7 separate regions of the Mus musculus genome follow, and regions 1, 2, 4, 5, 6 and 7 are each linked to region 3. A link is a contact called in public HiChIP or PLAC-seq data. All regions are on one chromosome and are shown on one strand. The core of a region is the stretch at or near the end of the contact, and the rest is flanking DNA. Distances in the headings are between cores, read along the strand shown. Region 1 has its middle 9.8 kb from the start of Gm13985. Region 2 has its middle 32 kb from the start of Gm13985. Region 3 holds the start of Fsip1 (fibrous sheath-interacting protein 1). Region 4 holds the start of Pak6 (p21 (RAC1) activated kinase 6). Region 5 overlaps Bub1b (BUB1B, mitotic checkpoint serine/threonine kinase). Region 6 holds the start of 4930412B13Rik (RIKEN cDNA 4930412B13 gene). Region 7 holds the start of Ankrd63 (ankyrin repeat domain 63).

The links. HiChIP or PLAC-seq counts read pairs in DNA pulled down with a chosen protein or histone mark.
Region 1: a contact with region 3 is called in a FOXA1 HiChIP or PLAC-seq map of pancreatic cancer cells. The contact joins the enhancer-like site here to the promoter of Fsip1 in region 3. A contact is called at or near these places in 3 of 39 promoter capture datasets (the 3T3-L1 cell line, liver and stem cell-derived epiblast-like cells), 2 of 484 Hi-C or Micro-C datasets (both in embryonic stem cells), 4 of 115 datasets of contacts at active chromatin or transcription factors (bone marrow-derived dendritic cells, epiblast stem cells, pancreatic cancer cells and 1 more) and 1 of 9 other capture datasets (embryonic stem cells).
Region 2: a contact with region 3 is called in a FOXA1 HiChIP or PLAC-seq map of pancreatic cancer cells. The contact joins the enhancer-like site here to the promoter of Fsip1 in region 3. A contact is called at or near these places in 3 of 39 promoter capture datasets (embryonic stem cells, liver and stem cell-derived epiblast-like cells), 3 of 15 datasets of contacts at CTCF or cohesin (the NIH/3T3 cell line, large pre-B cells and stem cell-derived epiblast-like cells), 37 of 484 Hi-C or Micro-C datasets (the AML12 cell line, the C2C12 cell line, the HL-1 cell line and 22 more), 4 of 115 datasets of contacts at active chromatin or transcription factors (bone marrow-derived dendritic cells, bone marrow-derived macrophages, epiblast stem cells and 1 more) and 2 of 9 other capture datasets (adipose tissue and embryonic stem cells).
Region 4: an H3K4me3 HiChIP or PLAC-seq map of embryonic stem cells shows a contact between it and region 3, with 5 times the contacts expected there. The contact joins the promoter of Pak6 here to the promoter of Fsip1 in region 3. A contact is called at or near these places in 1 of 39 promoter capture datasets (stem cell-derived epiblast-like cells) and 4 of 115 datasets of contacts at active chromatin or transcription factors (embryonic basal ganglia, embryonic stem cells, large pre-B cells and 1 more).
Region 5: a contact with region 3 is called in an H3K27ac HiChIP or PLAC-seq map of T-cell acute lymphoblastic leukemia, with 11 times the contacts expected there. The contact joins the enhancer-like site here to the promoter of Fsip1 in region 3. A contact is called at or near these places in 1 of 39 promoter capture datasets (stem cell-derived epiblast-like cells), 1 of 15 datasets of contacts at CTCF or cohesin (large pre-B cells), 10 of 484 Hi-C or Micro-C datasets (the Ba/F3 cell line, the N1E-115 cell line, the P5424 cell line and 5 more), 3 of 115 datasets of contacts at active chromatin or transcription factors (T-cell acute lymphoblastic leukemia, embryonic basal ganglia and large pre-B cells) and 1 of 9 other capture datasets (embryonic stem cells).
Region 6: an HNF4G HiChIP or PLAC-seq map of pancreatic cancer cells shows a contact between it and region 3. The contact joins the promoter of 4930412B13Rik here to the promoter of Fsip1 in region 3. A contact is called at or near these places in 2 of 115 datasets of contacts at active chromatin or transcription factors (bone marrow-derived macrophages and pancreatic cancer cells) and 1 of 9 other capture datasets (embryonic stem cells).
Region 7: an H3K4me3 HiChIP or PLAC-seq map of forebrain shows a contact between it and region 3, with 5 times the contacts expected there. The contact joins the promoter of Ankrd63 here to the promoter of Fsip1 in region 3. A contact is called at or near these places in 1 of 39 promoter capture datasets (cranial neural crest), 1 of 15 datasets of contacts at CTCF or cohesin (the NIH/3T3 cell line), 17 of 484 Hi-C or Micro-C datasets (the Ba/F3 cell line, the G1E-ER4 cell line, the N1E-115 cell line and 7 more), 5 of 115 datasets of contacts at active chromatin or transcription factors (embryonic forebrain, embryonic stem cells, forebrain and 2 more) and 3 of 9 other capture datasets (embryonic stem cells, liver and pancreatic islet).

Annotation. Positions count from the first base shown.
Region 1 is chr2:117,801,606-117,804,305 of GRCm38.p6, forward strand. No RefSeq gene overlaps it. Among named protein-coding and RNA genes, the nearest start is that of Gm13985, 9.8 kb to the right of the region's middle. Within about 2 kb of position 1,291, at least 51 of the 459 cell types and tissues checked have an H3K27ac peak or open chromatin away from gene starts, as enhancers often do. A contact at or near this core is called in pancreatic cancer cells, where this site is marked.
Region 2 is chr2:117,779,579-117,782,288 of GRCm38.p6, forward strand. No RefSeq gene overlaps it. Among named protein-coding and RNA genes, the nearest start is that of Gm13985, 32 kb to the right of the region's middle. Within about 2 kb of position 1,428, at least 36 of the 459 cell types and tissues checked have an H3K27ac peak or open chromatin away from gene starts, as enhancers often do. A contact at or near this core is called in the C2C12 cell line, adipose tissue and pancreatic cancer cells, where this site is marked.
Region 3 is chr2:118,255,420-118,258,346 of GRCm38.p6, forward strand. It overlaps Fsip1 (fibrous sheath-interacting protein 1), which reads right to left and starts at 1,537. Exons shown (of 12, transcript NM_001374672.1): 1 at 1,381-1,537.
Region 4 is chr2:118,662,163-118,664,864 of GRCm38.p6, forward strand. Pak6 (p21 (RAC1) activated kinase 6) reads left to right here and starts at 1,415. Exons shown (of 11, transcript NM_001033254.3): 1 at 1,415-1,861; 2 at 2,621-2,702.
Region 5 is chr2:118,641,227-118,644,138 of GRCm38.p6, forward strand. Bub1b (BUB1B, mitotic checkpoint serine/threonine kinase) reads left to right here. Exons shown (of 23, transcript NM_009773.3): 23 at 1-366. The coding sequence ends at 93. Among named protein-coding and RNA genes, the nearest start is that of Pak6, 21 kb to the right of the region's middle. Within about 2 kb of position 1,380, at least 65 of the 459 cell types and tissues checked have an H3K27ac peak or open chromatin away from gene starts, as enhancers often do. A contact at or near this core is called in the P5424 cell line, T-cell acute lymphoblastic leukemia and embryonic stem cells, where this site is marked.
Region 6 is chr2:117,820,651-117,823,350 of GRCm38.p6, forward strand. It overlaps 4930412B13Rik (RIKEN cDNA 4930412B13 gene), which reads left to right and starts at 1,278. Exons shown (of 6, transcript NR_040631.1): 1 at 1,278-2,052.
Region 7 is chr2:118,702,571-118,705,270 of GRCm38.p6, forward strand. Ankrd63 (ankyrin repeat domain 63) reads right to left here and starts at 1,393. Exons shown (of 1, transcript NM_001081971.1): 1 at 1-1,393. The coding sequence starts at 868. It also overlaps a transcript of Plcb2 not described here.

The DNA of each region.
Region 1 (2,700 bases), core at 41-2,540, 450 kb before region 3:
AAGATCCTACCTCCTCACTGGGCTTTTGTTAATCTGTGGTTTGATCCTTAGGGCTCGATATCTTCCACAGAACTATGTTAACAGCACGTCATGCTTTGACAACTAAATATAAACTGGGAGTTTCTACTTCTTGCCATTGTACCAACTAAAAGCAAGAGAAGTTTGCTTCTGAGGATGAAAGTGCTGACCAATTGAAAAACAAAATCTTTCTAATGTTATCTCCTTGCCAACAAAATGCTCTTTTGCTAATTTTAAATGCAGGTCTTGAGTAATAGAAATCATGACAGGATAGCTCCTTCGGGGTATCCTAACAAAGACTTCATTTCAAAATACACCTCATGGAGGCATTTAGTGATAGAGGACATGGAACCATGGCTCTTTTCTGAAAAGTTGCTGAACAGCCACTTAAATGCCTGATATCATAGCCTTATTAGGGTGGAGGATACAACACAGACATTTTGATTTCTAACCATACAATTTCCCTAGCAATATTCAAGTGTTTCCAAACATCTGCTTCTATTTATCTCTTTATTTTTCTCAGATTCCTTCTGAGCTCATTGGATGATTGGATGACCTTGACATTACAGTTGAGCCCTAAATCAAAACATTTTACATTCTACATATTTTTTTCCAAAGAAGGTTCAGAGTTATTATCCAAGTAATTACAGATTTCATTTCTGGGACTTCTTATCTCTTTTGTTTTCCACATCATAAATAACTGGAATTTTATGTTGACAAGAAAAGTTTTATTACACTTTTTTTTTTTTGCACTTTTGGGGATAGAACTCATGGCCCTGTGCCATGCTTAGCAACCACTGTACCACATCCTAGCTCATCTATAGAATATTTTGTGAGGAAGCATGATTAAGAAATTGCATATGACTTCTGGTTACTTATATAACTCAGTTGATTGTCTTCTTTCTTAGCTAAAGATAGGCAGGGAACTGGCCATGCTGAATTTCAAATGTAAACAAGTAAAATCTGATCTTAAGTGACCAGAAGGGAACTGGCAAGTTTGAATACAGTCCAATGCCTCTAAAAATGATGAAATATGGTTGCATGTGTGGAAGGGAAAAAACCTTAGGGAACCTCACAAAGGTATACTACAGGAGGAACACACATATGGTTCTAAGTGAGGGAATCTCATACTATTGGTCTTTCAGACAATTGCCCCTAAAGAAGCTCAATGATTAATCCAAGGTCACATAATGGATTTCTGCCGACGTGAGCTTTCCTGTTTTCCTGGGCACTATGTCTGAGAACTGAGGGTGTGACTCATTCACTTCTAAGCCCTAGAGGGACATAGTTGCACAATTTTCCACAGGTATTTTGGCAGCACCAAGGGCATTTGAATCAGAGCATATCTCTGTTTCCTTCTGAGGAGAGAATGCATGTGATCCAGCCAGAGATCTCACACACACACACACACACACACACACACACACACACACACACACACACACACTATACACTCACACACACACATACACATGCACCACTGCCCCAGAAAATTTCACGGTAAGATGACTACCTTTTTGTTACTAGGAACTCTACAACTTAGCACTAGACAGTATTTATTAAATACCTTTTAGGCATCAGAGCGATCTGCCTATAAAGCACTGCCTTCTTTTACCTGATCTTGATCTATGACTAATCAGCCCAAAGGCTTTGGACAAAACTTTGAGTCAGGTTCACTTCTTGGTAACTGGGAGAAAGTTATCCCGCCCTTCTTATTGCCTGGAGTTATTGTGTAAGTTGAATGAACTAGCACATGGGGAAAAAAAACTACAAAATGATTGTTGAAATATAATGGACACAGATAAAATAGCTTAATCATAGATGGCATGTGATGCCAGACACATGTCTACAAATGTGACATATCAATCCAACTAAGATACAGCTGAAGAAATTAGACACTATCCCAGGATCTCCTCTCATACTGTCTATGGATAAACTCTATTCTGGGTTTTAATAATATAAACATGTTTCACCTTATATGTAAGTGTCGTTTTTTAAATTTTACTCAGAATAATGTTTATGAATTTCTTTCATGGTGTTGTATGCTAAGGGTTGGGGATCTTCATTCTTCTTGTCCTGTTAATTACACTGCCATTAACTGTATGAACAGATAATGTTTCTTTACTGTTCAACTCTTTGGTTACTTTCCAACTTGACCTTTTTGCAGTTACTCACTTCTGCTAAGTCTATACTGGAAACCAAATGGCTGATTCTGCAGGCATCTGCACATCTAGCCAATAAATATGCCAAGTGGTCTTCCAATATGGTGACTACAGATTGCTTGCCTAGTAAGACTATCTGATGAATATCTGTGTTTGATGTATTTTACTATTACTTTTTATTTTAATTTAGTTGAATAAAATATTCTTAATAAGCTTATCAGCAGCACAAGTTTGGAAGAACAAATCTTTCTTATTTCAAGCTCACCACAGTCACATGCAATATCATTGGGGTTCCATGATATGTAATGGCTGTTGTCATTTTACTCAAGGCTTCTAGAGCTATGAAAATTAATTGAAGTTAAGTCTGTATGGATATATCTATATTTATCTTACTATATAGAAGGAGAGAATCCCAAATTTGCTAAATCTATGTGCAAATAGAATGTATATGTTAGCCCTACACTTCTAAGACTGAGGCAGGATATGCATAGTTTATTTCTCAATGGCATAATGCCCTGGC
Region 2 (2,710 bases), core at 178-2,677, 480 kb before region 3:
GTCAGCATGTACTCAACAGACATGAGAGCAGTGAAGTTTGAGGGTGATTCAGGTTCTGGTCTTCTGAAACTGGATTGAATTCTGAACTAGGCTGTGTGGTGGATCTGGCGGTAAGATAGATCTGGCTGTGTGTAAGGTGGATCTGGCTGTGTGGTGGATCTGGCGGTAAGGTAGATCTGGCTGTGTGTAAGGTGGATCTGGCTGTGTGGTGGATCTGGCGGTAAGGTAGATCTGGCTGTGTGTAAGGTGGATCTGGCTGTGTGTAAGGTGGATCTGGCTGCGTGGTGGATCTGGCTGTGTGTAAGGTGGATCTGGCTGTGTGGTGGATCTGGCGGTAAGGTAGATCTGGCTGTGTGTAAGGTGGATCTGGCTGTGTGTAAGGTGGATCTGGCTGTGTGGTGGATCTGGCTGTGTGGTGGATCTGGCTGTGTGGTGGATCTGGCTGTAAGGTGCATTTGCCATGGCCAGCTCACTGTTTTCACATACTTTTAAGGCATATCGAGAATGGGATGTTCGCTAGTGGGAATTGTGAGGGAGAGGCTCATCAAGTCATTTCCTAGTCTTAACCCAGTGACACTGTTGCCCTTGGTACCAACCACCACTGAAAAACAAAACATAAACAAACAAACAAACAAACAAAAATGAGGCATGCAGAAGACTGAGCCACTGCCAAGGTGATGAGGGAAGGGTTGTTCTTGATTATGACTGAGACTTTATAGGAGGGCAATTGATCCTAAAAGGAGCCAAGGAAGTTCTGCTGCAATTGGAAGGTTCTGGATACTGGCTGGAGATCAAATCTCCTCTGAGCTGCTTCCTACCACCCATGACTCAGAGTAAGATCTCTGAGCAGGGTGGCAGAAGGACCACGATTGCAGCTGCCAGCAGAGAGCACCACACGCATGAGAATGATAGGACACAGGTCAGGAGCAGGACTGGGTGACAGCCATGGTCTTGGGATGGTGCCTTGGGACTCTCTCACATCCACCCTTCCTCTTAGGAAGCGAAAGTTCAAACCTGCTTTTTTTTTTTTTTTTTTTTTTTTTTTTTTTTTTTTGCCTCTGGGCTGAAGTTCAGGGGACTTAGCAGAGTCATCAGCACTGGTGAGCAGGATCGATTTGCCTCCCCAACCTGGATTGTGTGGCTTTAGACCACGTTTCATAGTGACTATGCTAATCATGTCCTGGTGTGGGTGTCCTGGAAGTAATAGACTATCCCCAGACTCTAATGCCTGCCTTTTCAATCTTCTGATGAGCTTCTGTCATCCTCATTTCAGCTTCATTCAGCTTCTTCTGCAGCTTGGCACCTCACCATCTGGAAGTCCCCCAGGAAGGACAGAGTCACCTTGAGGAGCGGCCACTTTGCTAGCTCTGTGCACAGAGCTTTCTTTACATGGAATGCGGATGCTTTATTGCTCTCCTGGCTGCTGAGGGTGCCCTGAACAAATGTGCTCCCTGACTCTTAGGGAATCGAAACTACACAGTTTCACTCTGGCCCCGTTGTGTGTCAGTTGGCTTTCAGCATTCCCTTGTCCCCACAAAAACCTCAACACGAATCCTTTGCACGGATGTTGTACAATGGGAGCTTTCATGACTGTCTTGGCACCTGCAAGCCTGGGGTTTACCGTGTCCTGGGGCAGGACAGTGCTTACTGAGTGGGGCTGAAGCTGAGAGCCCCACCCCTGGCAGCAGGTGAGCATAGATAGGAGAGGGGACCTGCTAACTGAAGTACCTTCTCTGCTGCCTCCCTGGGTGCTCTGAGTCTCAATTGCCATCTTATTGTCCCGAGCACAGAAAGTGATTTATACCCAATCTTTAACTTTCACATGCTCTCTGACTCAAAGGGAAAAATGGATTGCAAAAGCAAATGTATGGACAGATTCGGTAACTAGGAACAGAATCCATTCTTAATAAGAAGGCTGGCTCTGGAGCCAGACTCTGGAGCCTTCCTTCTGTCTTTCTCATTAACTAGACAAAGAGCCAGTGGTACTGATTGTATACCACTTTTTTCTCTGCCTCTCATTTGAGGAACTAGGGCTAAGAGAGCAGACATCACTTGTAATGATTAAAGGATCGGATCGGCTATTCCTGAACTAACTACAGCTGTACCTGGTTTACATTAGACATTCACTAGTTGTTAGCTATTGTCATCATCGTTATCATTATCATTCATCGGCATCATGATGGATTTCCCCTCGATCAGAAAGACATGGAATTGGGTTCATAAATGACAAGGAGGCTGGGCAGGAGGGTCAGCAATGCCAATCCCGTAGGAATAGTGTGACTAGCTCTCTGGCCCTGCCATGGCTGCTGGTACTAACGTGGTCAGCATTGATATCTCAGGGTGACAACTTTACTTGTTTCTAATATGGAGTCAAACAATTGCCAAAGCCAGTTTATCTGAGAACTATATATAGGGTTGGGTCTATGTTGCATCTGGTCCCTTCAGTTTTCCATAAGAGAAGCTGTGCTCTGTCTCCTGTCAAATTCATACAACAGTGAATTGCTCCATCACATGACAATAATAATCCAAAAGCTTTAAACCCAACAGATACCTATATAAAATGGTAGTACTATAAAAGAAAAATATTAGTTACTCTCCTCATTGCTGTGACAAAATATTTGATATCAAAAATAAAATATCACTCTTTGGGGCTTCTGGTTTGAGAATACAGTTCATCATGTTGGGAGAAAGCACAGTGTCAGGAGAGTCG
Region 3 (2,927 bases), core at 287-2,786:
TAAAAGTAATGAGTCAATATAAAATATGCAATCTTCCAAGGCCTGGAAGGAAATGCAAGGATAGCTTGCAAAGAAATCAATGATATACTAAGCCAGCGTGGTCCTCACTTGGTAGAACTGTTTGGGAAGGATTAGGAGGAAGTGGTATTTCATGGGCAGAGGAAGCGCCTCCTGAAGTATCAATAGACTCTCAGCTTCCCACTTAGCTCTGCTTTCTACTTTCAGATCAAGATGTGGGCTCTCAGCTGTTTCTGCTTCCGTGCCTTTGCTCCGCCATGATGGACTCTAAGCCTCTGAAGCTGTAAGTCAATTGAAGGCGTTCTTTTATAAGACTCTGGACTAGGAAAGCAGTTGGATGCTGATGAAGAGCTTAAAGAGCATCCTGGTGGGAGGTTAGAAGGCAATAATGCTGAGAGCAAGGCAGACTGCAGAGGCCTACGGACCTCAGGCCATTTCAGGGGAAAACAATACTAGCACCTGGGCGACAGAAGGACAGAACATTCCTGTATTTGGCAAAGAAAGTGGCTGCTTTCTGCCCTTGCCTTAAACATTTGCCTGAGGCAAAACTGAAAAACCATGGATTAGTTTCCTTGGCAGAGAAGATTTCAAGACATGGCTCTCTGACTCTGTTGCATGGTTATTAGTAATCATATCCCGGTCTTATGGAGGTCTACAATAAAAAGGGAAACTGGGACAAAAAGAAATTTTTGTTTTATACATTTCCTCATTTAATGAAACACAGTGCACCAAAAGAATCAAAATTAAAATACCAGTTACTTTATGCTATTCAGTGAAGTAGAGATGTGACCAGATTCTAATGGTAACAAATAACTGCTCATACACGCCAACGTTTTATTACATTTTTTGATCAGCTCGTGTAGATAGTACACGTCCGGTGTGATGAGGCAAAACTGGTTGTGTCTCCAGATTGTTTGCTCCCTGTCTTATTGTCTGAAAGGCCTATTCATAGTCCCCAGGCTGGTGGATGCCCAAAGGTATCTACCTATACGTTTGGTTTACATTTCTTCCATTGGGAAAGCTAAGTCCCAGATCAATGTTTACAAACCCTCTCTCTAGTCTCATTTTTCCTGTGCCACTTTTAAGGACTATGCTACTGACTAGTGCTCCAGACCTCAGTGGGAAGAAGGCTCGTAAGGATGCACTAATGCAGAAAGAGTTTTCAGCAGAGATCACGCCTCTGCCCGGGCAGTAGCTTCTGAGACTCCCAGACATAGCCACGCCCCTGTGGCCACCCCATGCTGGCCTGGGCGAACAGGCCACACCCACAGCCCTCGGGGACAGAGTCCGCCCTCTCACCCTCCTCTGGCACATCAGGCCACACCTCCACCTCGCCCTCTGCCGTGGCCAGCGGCTACCAACCTCTGCCCGTGGTGCGTGCGGCCCCTCAACTTCTCGGTGGGGAAGAAAGCTGGACGCCTAGACACTGACTCTCTCCACTTCCCTTCGAAGGGGACCGGTTTTTCCCGCCACCGCCTCCTCTGTGAAGATGAAAGAGGCAGCAGGAGACCGCTGTCTCAAAGAACGCTGTTGCCCTGGCAACTAGAAGCGCGCAGATCACAGTCTCGCGATAGGTTTAAAGGTCCCGTACCTTCAAGAATTGGGTATTGAAGCCGGGCGTGGTGGCGCACGCCTTTAATCCCAGCACTTGGGAGGCAGAGGCAGGCGGATTTCTGAGTTCGAGGCCAGCCTGGTATACAGAGTGAGTTCCAGGACAGCTAAGGCTACACAGAGAAACCCTGTCTCGAAAAAAGCAAAAAAAAAAAAAAAAGAATTGGGTATTGGGGACCGGAAGTTACAAGAAGACTGCTGTCCTGGTTGGGATTGGAGGGGGTGTGACTGTGGCCCTCCTATAACCTTCTTTTCAGTGAATGTTCTGGGTGGGAATGGTTTGTTCATATTCAGGTTGGCCTCTGGAACGAGGATCTCCATGTTTACATAGCTCTCACCGGCTACTAGAATGTTCTACCGACCAGGTGTCCTCTCAGATCAGTTACTTCCCATATCACTATCCTCTCTTCCTTGCAAGACTGATGTGCAACTCAAACAGATCTCGTATGTGAAGGTCTTGTAAAATTTGGAGAGCTGTGTGAGTGTGTGTGTGTGTGTAATACATGTGTATATAATAGCAGTGTGCATAAAGTATAATGTATAATACAGTGTATATATACATATGCGTATATATACATATACGTCCTGTAAAGACTGGGCTGTAGTAGAATAAGAAGGATTATGATGGCAGTATATACCTCCACAGCTACCAATCATTTCTCTGTGTACAGTGCATTAGGGCTCATTGCCTGGATCACCAAACTGATGCTCTTTCTTCATTCTCAGTACCGCGCAACCTCTGCTGCGTTTCAGTCTGAATTGCCCTTGGTTGTTTACAAGGTATTTTCATACTCAGAGCCCCTTTATCCTCATGCTTTGGGGTAAATACAGTGTTTCTCTGGTCTTTTTTCATCAGAGCAAATAAGTATGACTTGAGTTGCCCAAAGATCACAGCTACAAGTTAAGATGGTGCTGAGGGCAAAACCCTGGCTGTGAATACCATCTGGGTGCTATTGATCCTTTGTTTCGGACTCCAGGTCAAATGACTCCCTTGAACCTCATAAGGCATGAGAACCCTCGCAAACTAAGCAGATCAAAATCAAGCCACTTTTCTATAGTCCCCTCTCCCCACTGCAGCCCTTCCTATACCGTCTTCCCCACACCATTCTCCCAGGCTCAGCTCAGCACCTTTGGTACCATCCTCAAGTCGGACATGCTACCAGACCTGCATTCAAGTGTATCTGAATCCAAGTGTTCCTCATATCTGCAAGGTTCCCACCCTCAATTAGATGTTTGTGATACTCTACTAGTAGTTTCCTCAGTGGGAGCTTCCCTTGCACCTCCTGTATACTGAAGGA
Region 4 (2,702 bases), core at 165-2,664, 410 kb after region 3:
CATAGGCCAACGGAGAAGAATGCTGATGTTTACCAAGCTCTCGGATGGACAGTCCCTGGCCGGGCAGCTTTGTCTACGGAATTCCCATAATCCTGGGAGGCAGGTGAAATTGTTTCCATTTTATAGATGATGACACTGAGGTTCAGTTGATTAAACAGCAGGCCAGAGTCACTCAATTAGTGAACAATAGAGCTGAGATGTGAGCTCAAGACTGAAAATTCAGAGCTCAGGGAGTTAGCCACATTTTAAGAATGAATGTTCAAAAGTGATGTGAATACTTTAGTGCCCCCTTGGGTAGTTAGAATCAGAAGACTTCTAGCTTTCTCGTGGCAGTACTTGTGGGTCTAGGAACACGTGGTGGGCAGTGTGGGCTGGACTGTTCACAATGGGGCAGCTACCACATAGGTTTGAGGTCAGCCTTCAGCAGAGTTTAGAGGAAGCCACAGAGAGATTATGGAATGATGCCTGGGAAAAGGGAAAAGGCAAACAATTGGCTAAGACGGGAATTTGGGCACTTCCCAGATGGACATGAGAGAAAATGACCAGTGAAGGAGGCAGGAGGCTCAAGACAGTGAGGGAGGGGCCATGCTTACGGAGTGCTCTTCAGGGAACCAGCAGGTGGGCATCCTGAGTCTCCTTTCCTCCCATGCAACTGTTTCTAGTTGTGGGAGGGGCGATGCTGGAGCAGGGGAGAACAGAAAGATGGTACCCACAGAGCTGAGTACCCCACCCTCCATCCTCACCCTTTTTGCCCTTTAGGACAAAACCAGATGAGAACGTGCAGCCCAGGTGTGGCCACGCCTGCCAGGGCTGAGACCCACAGCTGCAAACCTGGGGCGCGGATGGGAAGGGGGTTAGGCTTGGCTGTGAGCCAAGAAGGTCTGGTTTCTGGGGAACAACGGTGAGGTGAACTACAGTAGGCTCCTCTGAATCCCACCCCTCAGTCTTTTCTCTCCCTCCTCCCCCTCAGCAAAGGAAAGCAGTAAGAAACGTGTTTTTTTATAAATAGCTCCAGCCCCAGCTGATTTGTAAATTCAGTGGGTTTTTTTGTGTCAATGACATCACCCTCCTCCCCATGGCAACCCCCGACGATATCAAAATTGCCAGGCAACGTTGGAGCTGCTCGCGCCCTACAGGAGCAGGTCGCTGCCTGAGATTCTAATGGAGAAATCCCAAAGTGAGCTGGGGTGCACGGTGGAGGAGGGGTGCGCCGCGGCCGGGGCTGCCGGGCCCTGATCGATTGACCAGAGGAAGGCGGGAGCGGTTGTCGCTTGCTCCGCAGCTTGAACACACCGGGGGCTCCACGGCCAGCTCTTCCTGACAGCAGCGGCAGACCACAGCAGGTGGGGGGAGGGCACTGCTCGGTTCCTGACATGCCGGGAGCAGCAAGCAGCCATCCAGGTGACTAAGCCGGCCCACCGCCACTGAGTCACCCACCCACCCTGGCTTTTCTTCCTTCCCCCTTTGCATCTGATTATTTGGGGAGCTGAAAACTTGGAGGTGTCCCTGAGGCCCGCCCCTTCTAACTCTCCCCGCCCTACCTCGGCTTGGAGGAAAATGGAACTCGCCCGGAAGCTGCCACTACCCCCTAAGGACATGGAAGGCACGGAGGGAGCCAGAGGTGCCCATGGAGAGACCTCGGCTGGCAGAATACAATAGCAGACATGGTGTTCGGGCTGCCCGTGTGTCCTCTGAAGGTTCTGGGAGAGAAGGGGAGTCTAGTCCACACCGACTGGAGTCCTTCTGGGCTGCCTTTGCGCTCACCTCTCAAGGGGATCTTTCTGTAAAAGGAAACGTGTGGCTTCCAGGGTCACTGGTATTTGGAGAGCAAGACTGGATTGGCATAGGCAGGCCTGTGCAGGTAGGTGGCTCTGTACTGGGTGTGGACCCACGTGTGTGAGAGGGTGAGGGTGTGTCACAGTGCGTATGCGCCCAGCCAGATCTGAGGACAGCCGCTGGTCAGCAGAGAGCTGGGATGGGGACCTGACAGGGGTTGATTCTGATCGATGCTGGGCCAGCCTAGTCTTGAGTGCATGTTGGGGAGAAGGGACAGCAAACACGTGGCCTGAGCAGACAGAAGGACAGCTGCCTGCTCGGGCAGGCCCAAGCCCTGGCTGGGACCACAGGACAGAGACGTGGCCAGATGCCAAGGTAGGACGTGGTCCTGAGGCCTGGCCAAGTGTTAGGAACTAAACTAATAGGCATGGGTGTGCAGGTTCATCTCTTGTCTTCCTGACAGCCCTGAGTGCCCAGAGAACACCTTTCTAACAAGGATCTTATCACTCTCCCAGGCAGAGCTGTTCAGCTCCTATGTGTGTCCCTGCTGAGCTCAAAGACACATCCAATGAGCAGGCTACAGGCCGGGGCTCGGCTGGGGGCCACCCTGAAACCCCCTTTCAGGCATGCCCCTATGTGTGACAGGCAGAGGGGTGTGGGCCCCCTACCTCCTCCACACAACTGGCAGGCTTTTAGGCACATTGGTGAGTAAGCTGCCGCAGGCAGGGAGGTTGTGCCCACAGAGATGAGATGACACCAATCAGGGACCTTCTGGGGAAAAGCGGCTGAAAGAGAAAATCACCGGGGTCTTTCTTTTTCTTTCTTTTTTTTTTTTTGCCTAAAGGTAGCACCAAGCTTCTGGGCTCCAGACAAGCACCAGCCTACAGTGGGAGAGGGTGAGGCCCAGCTGCCCAGAAGGAGTGCCA
Region 5 (2,912 bases), core at 130-2,629, 390 kb after region 3:
AGAGCCCTGTGGAAGCTGGGGAAGACAATCAGCCCGGAAGCTTTGCTCACTCAGCAAGACAAGCAGCCAGGCGGCTCCCAGAGCCCTGCCTAAGCCATGGGTATGGTGAAGAACTGGTCTGGGGCTGCTGTGATTTGTTTAGAGCACACTTAGACACATCAGCAGTCCTTCACTAGGGGTCACTCTCAGTAGCACAGCTTTCAGCCAGGTGGCTGTGCCCTGGCAGCCTCATCTGGTTTATTCAAAAGGTTTCTGTGCAGACAGCTGCTTTTTAGCCCTCTGGCTTCTGCCTTCTCTCTTTTGTAATTTTATAACATGTACTCTCCTTTCACTGTGTATTTTATAATAAAATAGTTTTTGTTACATTTCTGTTGCTGGCAATTCATCTACACTTGCAAACTAAGGTGATAAATGGCTTCATTTTGGAGAGGACTTACTCTACGGTGGTAGAAACTTATGTATCCCAGACTTAGAGCAGCTGCCTTTGGGTTATAAGAAGGCAGCTGGCCGGCCATTTCTTCCGTCTCTCTCTGTCCTTCTAGAGGGTGTCCAGAAAGAAGCAGGTAAAATGACACACACACACACACACACACACACACCAGCTTTCCTTAAGTTCAAAGGTACCGGCCTTTGGGGACAGAGTACTCAGCAACCTGTCATGCAGGACACAGGGCTGCTGAGGGGACAGAGACCATTTTCCTTAGGTGTCAGGAAAGCAGGGGTCAGAACAGAAAGGACTGAAGTGGGGACTAATATGGAAAACAGTAAGTCTGATGGAACACTGTGCACCCAAAGGGGCGCACTGGCTGGGTGTGTGGGGGGCTGTGGGGGTGTGTGTGTCATTAAGGCTTTTGTTTCTTCAGTAGGATAATAAGCATTTATTTATTTATTTCACACTAAAATGTCAGTCACCTGATGTCCACTCGTGCTGGTGCCTGAGTCTCCTCTACTTGTCACCATTGTTGCTCTAAGCTTGTTAGAGAGCAGATTCCCTAACTAATCTCTCAACTGAAACACTTGGGCAAATTCGACAGGGTAAGCCAGAAAAAATGTATCTGAAAGACAAAGAAAGTAAATATTTTCCTTCAACCAAAATACAGTTCTGCAAACATCTTCAGTTTGCTTCTTATACTGAAGATAATAAATGATGAAACTGCCTTTCTGTAATCAAGTCCTTCTTAGTCCCCAGTGCCCTGTATTGCCCAGGAAATTGAGAGCCTTTAACTTAAGTAAGCTTCTACCTAGTGAATACTTCAGCAGTCTAGGCAGCCAAGTTGCTGTATGGGCAAATCTTGTTTCTGAAAGTACAAGCAGGAGTGGGAGGAGCCAGGACACCCTGCAGCTCTGTTCACACCCCACACCTCACCCCATACACCCCCCACTCTCTGACCTCCGCCAACTTCAGCCTTTGAGGACAGGAAAGGATGTCACTGCCAACAGTGCCTGTCATCAACAATGTCTGCCATCGCTTCAGTTTTCTTTACAAAAGCATAAAACCACAAAATAGAACCCTTTCCGTTTCCCTTTCATTTTTGTTTATTTTTAAGCTAAGATCACTGCAGGGCATAGGCTGCCATCAAACCCCAGGTACTCTGGTCACATTCCCCAGAGGGCTGGAATTTCAGGGGCCCACCCACCAGACTCCCTCATATTTGATGCCCATTGTCTTAGGAAAAGGAAGCCTTTGTTTTGTGTAGAGGCTACAGGTGGCTTTGATCTGGTCTCATGAAAGCAAGAAGAACAGAATGCTGGGCCTGGGAGAAGGAAAGACAGATGCACAACTGGGAAGAACAGGACTTCTTTCTCCCCGTTTGGAGGAAGACTGTGGAATAAGCTCTCCCCATTCACAAAGCACTTTGTGCCCTAACTTGCTTGGGGCCCTGTTAGAGGCATCCTCCTCACAAGTCAGAGTGTTCTAACTGATGCCAGACCCGAGTCTGGAAGTGAACTCCTTCCTTCCTGCTGGAGGAAGTTGTGGCCTATTGCTCGAGCTGTGATCTCAGGCAGGTAGGAAAGTCTTTCAGGGTTAGCACAGGCCTTCAGAATAACTTGTTGATGTCTTAAGGTGAAAGTCTAAGGCAAGGCCAGTGAAGGTGCACTCTTCATTGGAACTGAAAACAAAATTCTTGCTCTACCAAAAGTTACTCTATTCTGACTTCAACAGCTCCCTACGGAGCAGGTGCAGCATGCTTTTAACATGACTGACTTTGACTATAATGAGGTCGGAGGCATGGAAGCTGAGTATTTACCAAGGTACAGATGTGTCTGGGTAAGAGCGCTTACCACTAAGCCTGATGACCAGAGTCCTACCCTCTGCATGGTAGAAGAGAGAACAGACTCCACAAGTCATCCTCTGACTCCATACATGTGTGTGTCACACGAGCCCATACCTACACACACATACCAATACACACATACCAACACACACATACCAACACACACATACCAATACACACACACCCACAATAAATAAAACCTTTTACAGATCAGCGAGAAAGGACGAACCACATAGCATCCAGGGCTGAAACTGAGACCTAAAGCTTGAACTCTGTCCCCAGTGCCCCGTTCAGTGCCTTAGCGTGAGTTAAAGGCTGATCCAGTGTTTGCCAGCACGCAGGTCAACACCTTTTCAGCCCCTCTAATGCCTTCTAACCCCCTCTGGTGCCTTGTGCAGAGAATATACTTTATATCCATATGCTATGATCTAACCTCTTGTACTCCTTGTTCCCCAAATCAATTTGGGTAAGTCAATTTAAGAAAAGATAAAAAAAGATAATGACTCAAGTAGCTCAGGCTTGATCTCAGTATGTAGCCCAGGGTGGCCTTGAACTCCTGCCTCCCTCTCCCAAATGGTGGAGTTACTGGCCTGTTCTACTACAACCAGCCTGAGATGGCTTTAGTGTTCTGCTTGG
Region 6 (2,700 bases), core at 28-2,527, 440 kb before region 3:
AACATAAATATGATTATGTTAAATCTTCTCAAAGTTACCTGTTGCCTGTAACCCTCACAATATATAAATTGCTCAGCTTCATTTGAAAACTGACCTAAAAGTTGAAAGAAGCTCTAAAGATGAACAAAATTTCCAATCAGTACATTTGTGTAGCCATTTGAGTAAACTTGATCTGGTGCTCACACAACAGTTGATGAAGAAGTGAATGGTGTGGCTGGCAGGAGTTGGCATGGGTCAGCATGTGGCTGCATGTGCCAAACTCTTATTTTGGCAGGGTGAATAAACTGTAAGTGAAGTTATCTTTTCCAACTCTTTGCAAGCCATAAGCAATTAAGATGCAAGTTTTAACATGCTGTCTGCATTTAGCCCCTAGGGAAAGTTTTGCCTTGCTTCATTTTGTTTGTTTATATATCTTCCTTAGAATCTTACCAAGAAATAGTACAATTTGCATGCATGGTAATTACTTAAATAAGAGGACTAAGTACAAGAACATATTTCCAAACGCCACGCCCAATGCTCTAGGGCTTGCGCTGCTAGCTTTTGAAAGGTTACACCTCCCTGAACAATTGAATATGGAACAAACATTAGAGTCACAATGCATGTCTCAGTAAAAAAAGGCTTAATGCCTCAGGCAATGATATTACCTATCAGTCCCTTAGTCTGTGGAGTGTATTCCGGTTACTTTTATACATTGGTATATATGGCTCTCTGTCTCTGTCTCTGTCTCTGTCTCTTTCTCTCTCTCTGTCTCTTTCTCTCTGTGTCTCTCTGTCTCTCTCTCTTTCTCTCATCTCTGTCCCTCTGTGTCTCTGTGTCTCTCTCATCTCTGTCTCTCTGTCTCTCTCTGTCTCTGTCTCTGTCTCTCTCTCTCTCTCTCTCTCTCTCTGTGTGTGTGTGTGTGTGTGTGTGTGTGTGTGTGTGTGTGTGTGTTTAGTATTTCAGGATCAGATTAGCATCTGAATTGGTGTATAAGTATACTCTAGTCCATTGAGGGAAATTATGAAATAAAAGGGTGAAGAAAGAGAGAAGTTACTCTCTATCTCTTAGTGTTGGAGCTGGTTAAGCACCTTCATCTGCTCCCTGACTGAGACACCATTGGACAACTGGTTCTTTGGTTTCACTGGGAATGAAAGCACACACCAGGTTTTCCTGGGCACCCAGCATGTAGAGAGCAGATCATGAGAGTTCTTAGCTTCCGTAGTCACCTGAGCCAATTCCATCTAGCAGAGTTACCATAAGGAACTGTGGGCACACATTCTGTGTTCTGTTTCTCTGGAGAACTCTGATACAGAACATGAACATAGGAAGTGGGATACTACTCTAACAAATATCTGGAAAATGTGTGTAAAGCCATGGAATGGGTACCTGAGTAAACACTGGACAAGCTTTTACACGTGTACTGGAGAAGAGGCTATTGAACAGGTCATAGTGAGGGCTCAGAAGAAAAGAGGAAAGCTGAGGAGAATGCTATCATGTTCTTGGAGAATACATAAATAAAATGTAGAGGTTACAGGTATGACACAGACATTAAGCCCAATTCTAATGAGGTCTCTGATGGAAACGAGAACCATGCTATTGGGAGACAGAAGAAGGGACCTTGTTACTAAGCAGCATAGAACATGACGAAATTATGTTTGTACCCTCATATTTTCTGGAAAATAATTTGAGAGTGATTAACGAGATACTTAGCCGGGTCGGTTTCCAGAGGAAAGTATTGAGGGACTTGACTGCCCCTGGCTGCTTCTAAGACATGAAGGGGTCATTAAGCCAAACAGAACCAGAACTGCACAAACTTGAGCTGTTCTCAGCATGTCCGTACTGTAAGAAGTGGGAAAAGATGTTTGGAACAGAGTACAACACTCAGGAAATATGACTCACCACTTGATAAGACAATTGGTCCAGACATGAGCTATCAACATAATCACCCACCTCAGCAGAGGCCAGGAATAAACACGGGAATTTTACCAATAGAAACTTTGCCACACCGAACTAAGGCAAACAGCACTGAATGAATGAAGTCTGAAAACATCCTATTTCACATATATAAAAAAGGTGAGTAGCAATGGGGTGGCAATCCAGAGGCCAATCAGGTAGGCCATTCTCATTCTCGCCACAGGCTAAGGGGGCAGGGCTGCTCTCTCCACATACTGTCAAAGCTATGCAAGCATACTGTGGCCCATTCCATAGTGACTCCTGCTAAAATCAGGCATGTAACTTTGTGTAACAAAAAGGAGAAAAGGAAACATAAATCTCCAAGGAGTATTAAATGTCTCTCACATAGCTGCTCGATGAGAGAAAACAAGATTAAGTTTGGAAATTGCGGGTATGTTAAAAAGACAGAAATGACTTAGGATCTTGGGATGGTCCAACCCTGGTCTCTCATATCTTCTCCTTTCTCTCAGTCCTTATTTACTAATTTCTTCCCTAAGCCACTCATTTACACAATAGACATGTACTGAGTTCCTGCCTGACACGAACTGTGCAAGTTGTCAGCATTAAAGATATGATTACAACTCAGCTCAGTCATGAAGAACTCCATAGGCTAACATGCAAATAAATGTGTGTAAATGGGCCAGTGAGATGGCTCTGCGGTTAATATCATTGACTGCTCTTTTGAAGGTCCTGAGTTCAAATCCCAGCAACCACATGGTGGCTCACAACCATCTGTAATGAGATCTGACTCACTCTTCTGGAGTGTCT
Region 7 (2,700 bases), core at 143-2,642, 450 kb after region 3:
GAGCCATCAGAGCTCCTGCCCTAAGGCGTGCTGTCTCCTCCTCGGTCATGGTACCCAGAGCTAGGCTCATGCTCCGGCCCAACTCTGGTCTCTCATTGCCTTGTGCCCTATAACGGACCGAGCCCTTGCCAGCAGAGGCAAGCTCGCCTCCGTGGCCGTGGCCATGGCCGTGACCGTGACCGTGGCCGCCGGCAGCTCGCGCAAACCGTGCCAAAAGAGGGCGCGGTAAACGACGGGGACTGGGTCGTCGCCGCTCTGGGCTGGGCGCCGGGGCAGGGTGGCCAGGGGGACTGTCGGAGTTGGAACCCCGGGCCGCTGCCGCAGCGGCTGCCCGACCCCAAGGCCCGGTGAGGGCTTGCACACAGGTCCCGTGGCCGCGGGAGGCAGCCAGCTGCAGTGCGGTGAGGCCCGCCCGGTTGGTGCGGTCAAGGCGTAAGCCCAGGCGGCGGAAAGAGCGCACCAAGAACTCCAGCACCGCCCCGTGGCCGCACGCCGCCGCCCACATCACCGGGCTGTTGCCCGCCGAGTCCGTCGCCTCCGGATCGCCGCTGAACTGCACCAGGAGCTGCACGGCGTCTAAGTGGCCTCGCTCGCAGGCCAGGCTGAGTGCAGTGCGGCCCCGCTCGTCCCGCAGGTTCACGGCTGCACCTTGCTCCAGCAGCAGTCGCACGAAGCGCGAGCGCATCGCGGGGTCCGGCAGCCCCACGGCCACCATAAGCGGCGTCCGGCCCTGCTCTGCGCGGCAGTCGATGATGCTGCGGTCCAGCGCGTCCAGCACGAAACGGGCCAAGTGCACTTTGCCGGCCTGCATGGCCTCAAGGAAGGTGCGCGTCCCCGCTCGGGGACACAGGTCCTTGGGCTTGAGCATGGCTCCGGCCGCCGCGCCCCGGAAGTCCGACGCACGGGGGCGCCCCTGTTCCCTCACCCCACGGGGCTACGGCCCCGGCCCGGACACCGGTACCGCTCTTTCCAAGCGGCGTGTAGGTGGCTGCAACCAAGTGTCCTGCAGTTCCCGCTCAGGTCTCCCTACCGCTCGGCTGCCTCGCCGCTCCCAGGGCGTCTTGCTTTTCCTCCCTGGCCCCCCACGCCTGGAGGTGTGGGCTGCTGGCTGCTTCGACTCCCGCTCAAGCTCCAAGCTCGGCCTCCTCAACTCTTGGGCCCTCTTCCCTGTATCCGACGCCCCTTGGTCCCTCGTGGCTTGGAGCAACGCCACTCACCCGCACCCCGGGCAGCCCCTGCTCCCCTGTTGAGCGGGTGGCTCCCGCCTGGCGCGCCTGCCTCCTGCCTCGGCGGGGAGCGCCGCTCCTCCAGCTCCCAGAGCCTCTCCCCGCCTCCTCCTTTCTTGCGGGGGCCGGGACGCTTGCTTTTTTACTTGGGGGGCTCGGCGGCTCCTGAGGTGCCCGACGCCTAGATACCTGGCTTTATAGCTTCAGGGGTCTCCATGGCAATGGCTGCTCTGGAAGCAGACTGCACCTTCGGGGCAGAGACGGACAGGGCAAGGGAGACCGCCCCTGACCCCCACCCCTTCGTGGGCCACGAAGTTGGGGAGCGGCTCCTCCTCCGCGCTCCCCTGGGAATGCGGCGGCGGTTGCGGGGCGGGGGTGGAGGCTGCTCGCCGGGGGCCACATGCACCCGGCGGGGCCAATCCTAAAGTCTCAGTCATCTTTCCCCGCCCCCCGCCTCCGCCGGAATCGGTAGCCTCCGCTGCTTAGAAACTGGCGGGAGCTCCTGCCATCGGTTTTAGGTTAAAGGGACTGGGACCCCACGAGGACAGGACTGGACAGTGCACCAGCTTGAGGTGGGCAAGAGACAGAGGAAAAGTAATTTGGGGTATGAGGCATTTGTGCTCCGGACTGAGGGCGCTCAGTCTGGCTGATAACTGCCATCTAAAGTGCAGCGAATCACAGCCACACACAATTGTGCCTCCCGCACGCGCTCACTCAGAGAAGGGCGGGGGTGCATTCTCCAATCTCAGACGTCTCCAAACCTGACAGCGCGCCCGCGTGCCAGCTCCACGGTTGATCGGTCGCTGTGGAGCAAGTTGACTTAGACACTGGCCGCTCTGACCCAGGGCAGGTGCCTTAGGACCCGAGAGTATGCAGGCATTTGGACTTCCCAGGCACTACCTCCTATCTCCTCAAAGATGGGCTAGTTAGGGTCTAGGAAAGGACAAAAGACACAAGCAAGAATTCCCTGACAGGGCTGGGTTCTCTTGAGCACAAAACCATCTTTAGGCCACAGAGCGCTAGACCTGGCCCCTACAGAAAGGAGACAGCCTGAGATTTTTTTTTTTTTTCAATCAGATGTGTGGAAAACCTACTTCCTTTGGACAATCAGCTCATGGGCGCTAGAGACGGGGAATACTGAAGGCCTAGCAGAGTCTTACAATGAGTGCCCCACAAGCTCCCAGGACTAGAGAAAGGGCTTGAGAATAGTTGAAATGGAGTTTATTTGTAGAATAAGTGAAGAGCTAGGGACTTTTCGCAGCTGGTCGAGTATTTGCCCAGTATACACGAAACGATTGGTTTGATTCATTCCCAGGATGAAGCCAGGTGTGGTGCTATAAGCTAACAACCCAGCACTTGAGAGATGGAGGCAGGAGGCTCAGAAGTTCCAAGATCATCCTCAGCTACAGTTAGGTTGAGGCCAGCCTGGGCTACATGAGACCCTATGGTTGTGTTTCCAGCAATGGGAAACACA